2 separate regions of the Hordeum vulgare genome follow, and region 2 is linked to region 1. A link is a contact called in public Hi-C data. All regions are on one chromosome and are shown on one strand. The core of a region is the stretch at or near the end of the contact, and the rest is flanking DNA. Distances in the headings are between cores, read along the strand shown. Region 1 holds the start of LOC123426015 (heparan-alpha-glucosaminide N-acetyltransferase-like). Region 2 has its middle 46 kb from the start of LOC123407683.

Evidence for each region. Hi-C and Micro-C count contacts between places; a contact is called where the count stands out from the background.
Region 2: a Hi-C map of leaf shows a contact between it and region 1, with 4 times the contacts expected there. The contact joins the enhancer-like site here to the promoter of LOC123426015 in region 1. A contact is called at or near these places in 2 of 6 Hi-C or Micro-C datasets (leaf and seedling).

Annotation. Positions count from the first base shown.
Region 1 is chr1H:94,496,006-94,499,896 of MorexV3_pseudomolecules_assembly, forward strand. It overlaps LOC123426015 (heparan-alpha-glucosaminide N-acetyltransferase-like), which reads left to right and starts at 2,092. Exons shown (of 13, transcript XM_045109797.1): 1 at 2,092-2,321; 2 at 2,416-2,553. The coding sequence starts at 2,124. It overlaps TRNAT-AGU (a tRNA gene), which reads right to left and starts at 2,007; the gene lies at 1,934-2,007.
Region 2 is chr1H:94,946,136-94,949,818 of MorexV3_pseudomolecules_assembly, forward strand. No RefSeq gene overlaps it. Among protein-coding and RNA genes, the nearest start is that of LOC123407683, 46 kb to the left of the region's middle. Within about 2 kb of position 1,281, at least 3 of the 3 cell types and tissues checked have open chromatin away from gene starts, as enhancers often do. A contact at or near this core is called in leaf and seedling, where this site is marked.

The DNA of each region.
Region 1 (3,891 bases), core at 842-3,341:
GGAATCCTATTCATTCATTAGTCATTAGTGGTAACATCAGAGCGAATATCTTAGTTTTAGTGAAATATACAGTTTAAACTCATGTTAGATGAGTGTAAAAATATCACCCATTAGAGAGAGTACAAGCTACATGTTGACTTACCATGAGACCGTGTGTGTATGGGATTGTAGTTTATTGTCCTCACCCTCGGTTTATATTGATATCGGGGGTGCCTAGGGTTTACACATAAGCCAGTTACATCTAGGGGCAATCATAACGACGACCTATAGTTCTTGGAGTATGCATCAAGTCTTCGAAAGATACCTAGCTTGGCGCTCCTGGGCACAACGAACGTAGCACAATGGTTGGTATGACCCATATGGCCGAGAGCGGACGTGGCAAGCACCCCTAGTCTAGGACAGCATCACTTGTCTGGCCAGATTACCCTATTGATGGATCTGTCAAAAAAAATACTCCGACGACATGCATACTTAAAAGGGAGAAAAAATAATAGAATCCAATCATGTTAGGGTCCTACTAACAAAAGTGAAATAAAGATAATTGCTCCTCCCACTAGGCGCCCTTACTCACCAACATATATCTCAATGTGCTATTATATATAAGGGCATTGTGTAATCGCAATTACCATTGAATTTGAGTGATGCACATAGAAAGGATGGTAACAACTTCCACACGCAATAACATATCAATTTATGTGTTTATCTGGATGTTCATCACTAATATAATCAATGAAGAATGTCATCCAATCGAAACAATGAAAATCCAACCTATACTTCGACGTTTTCATAATGCATGAAACTCTATACAATCATTTCTTTTAGAAAGGAGATAATAATTCATAAAAGGTTTCTACACAGAATGAACCAACAATAGTTCGAGCTTGGAGTGCCAATAGATTTAATGTGGGTAAAATTAAGTAATAATCTTTTTAGTGATTTCCTAATGGCATGATATTTGAAGAAGGCATACATATCGAAGAAGGAGAAAAAAACGGATAGACTACTATATGGTCATGGTAAAGAACTAAAGTACTTTAGATGCTTCTAAGGTTGTGGGTAAAATGAATTAATGATGTTTTAGCTGTTTTTTAAATTTCTGAAGAAGGCATAGATATTGAGAAAAAAATTGAGATCGATTACTCCATGGTTGTGCTAAAAATACTAAAATGAAGAACCATAGATATTGAAAAAAGGAGAAAAAAGAGATCAGTTACTCTATGTTTGTGCTAATTTTTTAAAATAGCTCAGATGCTTGCCAGCTAGTCATAAAACGGTTTAATGATATTTGAATGTTTTTCGAATGGCATGAATCTGAAGAAGCATAGGTATTCAAAGAAAAGAGAAAGAAAAAGAAATTATCTACTCTATGTTTGTCCTAAAAAATAATGAAATAGTTTAGATGCTTGCCAACTTGTCGGTAAAACGGTATAATAATATTTGAATGTTTTCCTAATGGCGCGAATATGGAGAAGCATAGGTATTCAAAGAAAAGAAAAAGAGATCAACTACTCTATGTTTGTTCTAAAAAAATAATGAAATAGTTTAGATGCTTCCCAGCTTGTCGGTAAAAAGGATAAATGATATTTGAATGTTTTTCTAATGGCATGAATTTGAAAAAAAATAGATATTGAAAAAAAAGAAGAAAAAAAATCAACTACTCCATGCTTGTGCTAAAAAGTAATGAAATACCTTACATGGTAAACAAATGATCAAGGTAAAACAGATTAATGTTTTAATGTTTAGGTAATGGCTTGAATTTGAAGAAGGCATATATATATTGAAAAGGGAGTAGAAGAAAATCAAACCAGCTATGCCAGGGTCGTACTGACGAAACTGAAAAGAAAAAAAAAATGTTCTTGTTGAACAAAACCGAAAGAAAAATGCTATTGCCAGGGTCGTACTGACGAAACTGAAAGAAAAATTAAAATAGAAATGCTCTCGTTGAGAGTTGAACTCAAGACCTCCCGCTTACTAAACGGGTGCTCTAACCAACTGAGCTACGAGAGCTACTGTGATTATAATTGTTTACTATAAAATACACTGAATCAAATCTATTAGTCCGGTCTTCCACAACACTCTGCAATACACTACTCCGCATACGACAGCAGCAGGAGATCCCAAAAATGGACGCCACCGTGGTCGCCGTCGCCAGCGATGGAGATGACGGCGACCGCCGCCGCCCCCTCCTCGATACCGGAGAAGAGATCCTCCCATACCCCGTATCCCCTTTGCCGCAGCCGCCGGGGGCGGATGCGAAGCCCGGGCAGCAGAAGCCGCAGCGGGTGGCCTCGCTCGACGTGTTCCGCGGCCTCACCGTCGCCGTCAGTAGAACCCTAACCTCTTCGGATCTTCCCACAGGCTTGTCTGTTTCTCTTCGTATTCGCGTGCCAATCGTGTTTGCTTGCGCTCGCTCAGATGATGATACTCGTGGACGACGCCGGCGGGGCGTGGCCGGGGATAAACCACGCGCCGTGGTTGGGGGTGACGGTGGCGGACTTCGTCATGCCGGCCTTCCTCTTCATCATCGGCGTCTCCGCGGCCCTCGTCTTTAAGGTATACTGAATTACTGTCCGGAATTATTTGTCATAGAAATAAATGTATTTAGACGTATTTTAGATCTGGATTTTCTTTTTATTTTGATGAAAGTAATTCTGGACGGAGGGAGGGAGTAGTTACTACTGTCTACTATAGACGATGTAGTATAACCATCCTAACAACCAAATGGTCGTGCTATATGAAAATAACCAAATGGTCGGGACTTAGAGACTGGGGAATGGTTCGGTGCTTGCTAGATTTTTCATTTGCCCTAATCTTGGGCGTCTTCAACTGTTACTAACCTACAGAATGTTATGCACCTGTTGTACCTTATCTTAAGCAACGGCTGATATGTTTGTAGCGTGGAGGTACTTAAGTGCCTCCTAACCATACTGCAACTTCTCTAAAATGAAGTTTGAGGATCTGTTTTGCCATTTTCATGGATGCCGGACCCTTGTAAAACCTTTACGGAGCAAAAAATGTTCAGTTTGGCTACCATTTGCCTTGAAAGTTTGCTTAAGCCTTTTATAAGTGTGCGGACCATTTTGATCATCAGATAACTATGATTTCAAAGTAGGAAACTGGGAATCAACGGTTCGTTGTAGAAGTTGCACTAGTGAGATCATGGATTGTACGCACGAAAAAAAAAGAAGAGAAAAGAGATGAAAGATTCTCATGGCCAAATTGTTGTAAACCTTAGTAGGGTCTGTTGAGTTTGTCTAACATTTCTTTAACCTTTCATTCCTAGCTTCTATACCAAGTACTATATTATAATTGTTAAGATTCATGCACTAGCCAACGCAACCAAAAGTGCGAACTATGGGAGAGGGACGGACATTGCTCCCCAACACTCCCCCTCGTGTCTTCCTCTTGCTTGCAAATTTATGCAGCTCACCAGTTTACCCATCAGTCCGAACTGATGGAAAGGGCTAGGCAATCCACATATGCACTTCAACACCCTGTCTCACGTGTGATGCAAAAAGCCAACACGTGGATAGACTCAGAGATATGACTCAAGAGGCCTATACATGGACAAAGGGGGGCAGCAACAATTTTTCAATAAATTGCAAAAGACAGGACTTGAACTCAAGACCTAATCTCTGATACCATGTTAAGAGAGTATTTACCAAAAAAACTACCACAATTCGTCGAACCGTGCCTACAAACTACCACTTTACGATTTTGTCCCCAAAACTACCACTTTTTTGCTAATCTGTGACTAAAAGCTACCAAGTTTGTAAAGTGTCCAATTCGTCTCGTTTAAACTCGATTATGATAGGGTTGGCCCACACATAAGTGTTGACTTGGCATAATAGTTAACTCCGTTAAATTGACAGTTATAATCACTGTTATGAC
Region 2 (3,683 bases), core at 31-2,530, 450 kb after region 1:
TCAAAACAACGTGCATAAACGATTATTCTGTTTTATTTTGTGAATTTCAGGATGTGTTCCCAAATTTCATAAAATGCTCGTCAAGGTAAACAAGTATTATTCACCAATTCAAAAAATGTTCACGAGTTTCAAACAATTAATTTTCCAAAATATGAAAACATGTTCGAGTTTTTGATAAAAAATCTTGAATTTGAAACATATTTATGTTTTCAGAAAGGAAATATAAAATCGAAAAGGTTTAGTTCAAAACCACAGATTTGAAAGATTTTCATAAAATAATATAAAAGAAAACGAAAAAACATGAAAAAATAAACCAAAATGAAATACAGAAAATATAAAAGGAAAAGTAATAAAACAGAAAAAATTAAACCCGCTCAAAAACCAAAGTGGAAAGAATGAAATGAGCCGATCCATCAGCTGGAGGGCGCGGGGTGGCGCTGTGCGCTAGGTTATTACACAACGACGTCAAGTAGGAATTGCCTATGAAGGTAACAAATGTTGTTCATGCGTGACACACAACTTAGTGGGCAAAAAGGCCCATTGGGACGGGGCTGACTAGGGAAAATCCTATCTGCCGCATTCTGCGGTAAATTGTTGACCTTTCGCACATGAGGTTACGAGCGAGCGACGGGGTTTGGTCCGGCCCATTAACACTTTCATCTATCCCGATTTTCGAAAGCTTCTTGAGTTTTCAGCCGGGTTTTTTCTGGTTTTGCATACTTTTTAGAAGATTCCCTGAACCGATTTATCTTTTTTTTTTCTGTTTTTGATTCAAAAATGTTTTGAATATTTAAAAAATGTTCCAGAATTTGAAAAAATGTTTCGGAATTTGAACGCATGTTTCGAAATTCGAAACATATTCCCAAATTTAAGAAAATGTTCCAAAATTTGAGAAAATATTCCGGAATTTGAGATAATGTTCCCGAATTCGAAAAAAATGTTCCAGAATTTGCAAAAATGTTCTAGATTTTTTATAAAAATGTTTCGGATTTTTTAATAAAAATGTTTCGGAATTTGAAAATATGTTTTATAAAATGCTTTTTGGAAATTTCACGTACTGCTTTTTCTCTGCTTTTAGTTTCTTTAAGTGCTGCATTGTAAATGTATCACCTGGGGCGTGCTTGTTGTGGTGGGTAGCGGGGTTTGTGCGTGAGAGACAGTTTGTGGGTTCGATTCCTGCTGCAAGCGGTTTTTTAAATTTTGTTTCATGAAGTTACCGCAAATGGGCCGGCCCATGGTGTGCGGCGCCCTGTGCGAAACCCCTAGAACTTGTTGCAATAAGCGGCGAATAGGAGCTCCCGCTGACTAGTGCGTGCGGGAGGGCTGGACGATAAAGGCCTAGGCTTTGAGTCCAAAGAGTTAGATATGTTTCATGGGAGTAACTAACAAGGAGCCTTCCCAAGGGTCACTACGCTGGGTTGAGAGCACCTTACTTGGCGCGTTTTCAGCCATCGTCACGTGTCATATTGTTGATCTTTTGTTTGAATATTTTTATTTTTCCCATGCGTTTTCGTTTTTTTACATGGTCTTTTTTTCATCAGTCTATCTGAGCTTTTGGGGGGAATATTAGAAATAAATGGCATCATAAAACACGTTTCTTTCATTCCGTAAGAGGTATGACTGTGCCTCTCTGAAACAAAAAAATATTTTCCTTTCCTTTTACCAGTCGCGAGAGGCACAACCATGCCTCTATGAAACAAAAAAAAATGTGTTTTTTTTCTTCTACGGGAGGCATAGTTTGCTTCCATGAGAGGCACATATTTGTTTACGCAAAATGCATGGCCGTGCCTTTTTGAAATGAAAAAAAGTGTTTTTTTTTCTGAAAGAGGCATGGTTTTGCTTTCGCGAGAGGCATGGTCGCGCCTCAGTGAAACGGAAGTATGTGTTTTTTTTCTTTTTTCCTTTGAGGAGAGGAACGGATGTGCCTTTCGAAACGAAAAAACATGGTCTAGAAAACAAATAATACTCCTTAATTAGTAATTTCGATGTTTCATGTTGTTGTGAAAATGTCTAGAGAAGGAGGTTGTTTTGCTAGGCTGGAGCTCCTATTTGATGTATTTTGCGGCAAATAGCCTCACGACACATGCACTAATCCATTAATGGGCGGCCCAATACCGTTGTAGTGAGAGCGCGTTCACCCATATGCAGCGATGCGAGTTAAAAGAGAGGGCACGCCCACAAAAGGATTACAACTCTGGACCCCAAGCTAGTGAAGGTGAGTAGCTAATGAGAGATGGTGACCAATGAGGAGCGTGCAAGTTTAAGAACTACTCCCTTTGTATGGAAATGTAAGAATCTTTTTCACACTATGTCCTTGTTAGAAAACGTCTCATATTTTGATTAGGGGGGAGTATGTTCGAATGTAGTATCCAGTTAGTTTTTAATTTTTTTAGAACTATCCTTGGAGTGAACAAGTTTTGAAAATCAAGTAATGCTTGAAAATCATACAATTTTTTGAACAACATGAACACATTTTGTCATTTCATTTTCTTGAAAAGCATGAACATATTTTATAGGCATAAATTTTGAATATCCCAAATATTTCTGGAAAATGCGAACATTTGTTTGAATTTTGATAATGTCTTTGATAACGGGAGCATTGCTTTTGAAATTCTGAACAAATTTTCGAAAGCACAAGCCTTTTTATTTAAATTACCAAATATTTTTTAATTTTTAACATAATTTGAAAATACATGCATTTTTAAAATTGTGAACAAAATTTTCAGAACTCAAAAAATATTTTCAAAAAAAATTCGAAACCAGGAACAATTATTAAACAATATGAAAATTTTAAAATCAGAAAAATATATTAAAAAACAATTCTGAACATTTTCAAAAAATCTGAGTTTTTTTGCAAAATGAAGCTGAAAATTTTGAAAATGAAAACTAAAAATAAAGAAGGAAAATAATTGAAAAAACGAGAAGATAAATAAAACCAAAAAGAATGGGAACCTGGCAAAAGAAAAAGAATACCGGTTCATGAGGATTAGGCAGTTCCAACGCTATCTACAGAAATGGCCCGGTCCAAACATGTGTCTTGGTCCTCGCCTTGTGCGAAGCCCTGGCAGTTTGCTGCTATAAGCGGTATATAGAGAATTCTTTGCTAAACGTTGGTGTAGAAAGCGCTGGTTCATGGGATTTGTTTGGAAAGAGAAGGAAGTTGTCAAGTTCATGTGTGAGAAGCTACAATCAGACATTGACGAGACAATTATGTAGACAAGGGATTTATGTGCATCAAGTGGATATTTTTTTGTTAGCTTTGTCGTAAGGGTTTGAAGCTCATGAACAGTGCGTGGAGCGATGCGGACAAGCGCATCATGCAGGACCATACATCTACAAGGCATCACTGCACCACGGTAAAGCTTACGTAACACACCAATGTGTCGGCATAGGACATTTTTACCGACAGATAACTTGTAGCTAACACGTATGCTGATAGAAGGCAAAACAGTCGGAGGACTTGCTGTGGAAAATGGTATCGTCGATAGAAGTTCACTTGCCCACACTTTTTCAGTCGGCATACACCCTAACTACGCTGACAGACAATATGCTCATATACACCCTATCTATGCCGACACTTTATCTGATGACATACATCCTACCTCTAGTGACATATAGCTTGTTCGCATACATGTTATCTATGCCAACATTTTATTTGATGACATACATCCTACCTCTAAACT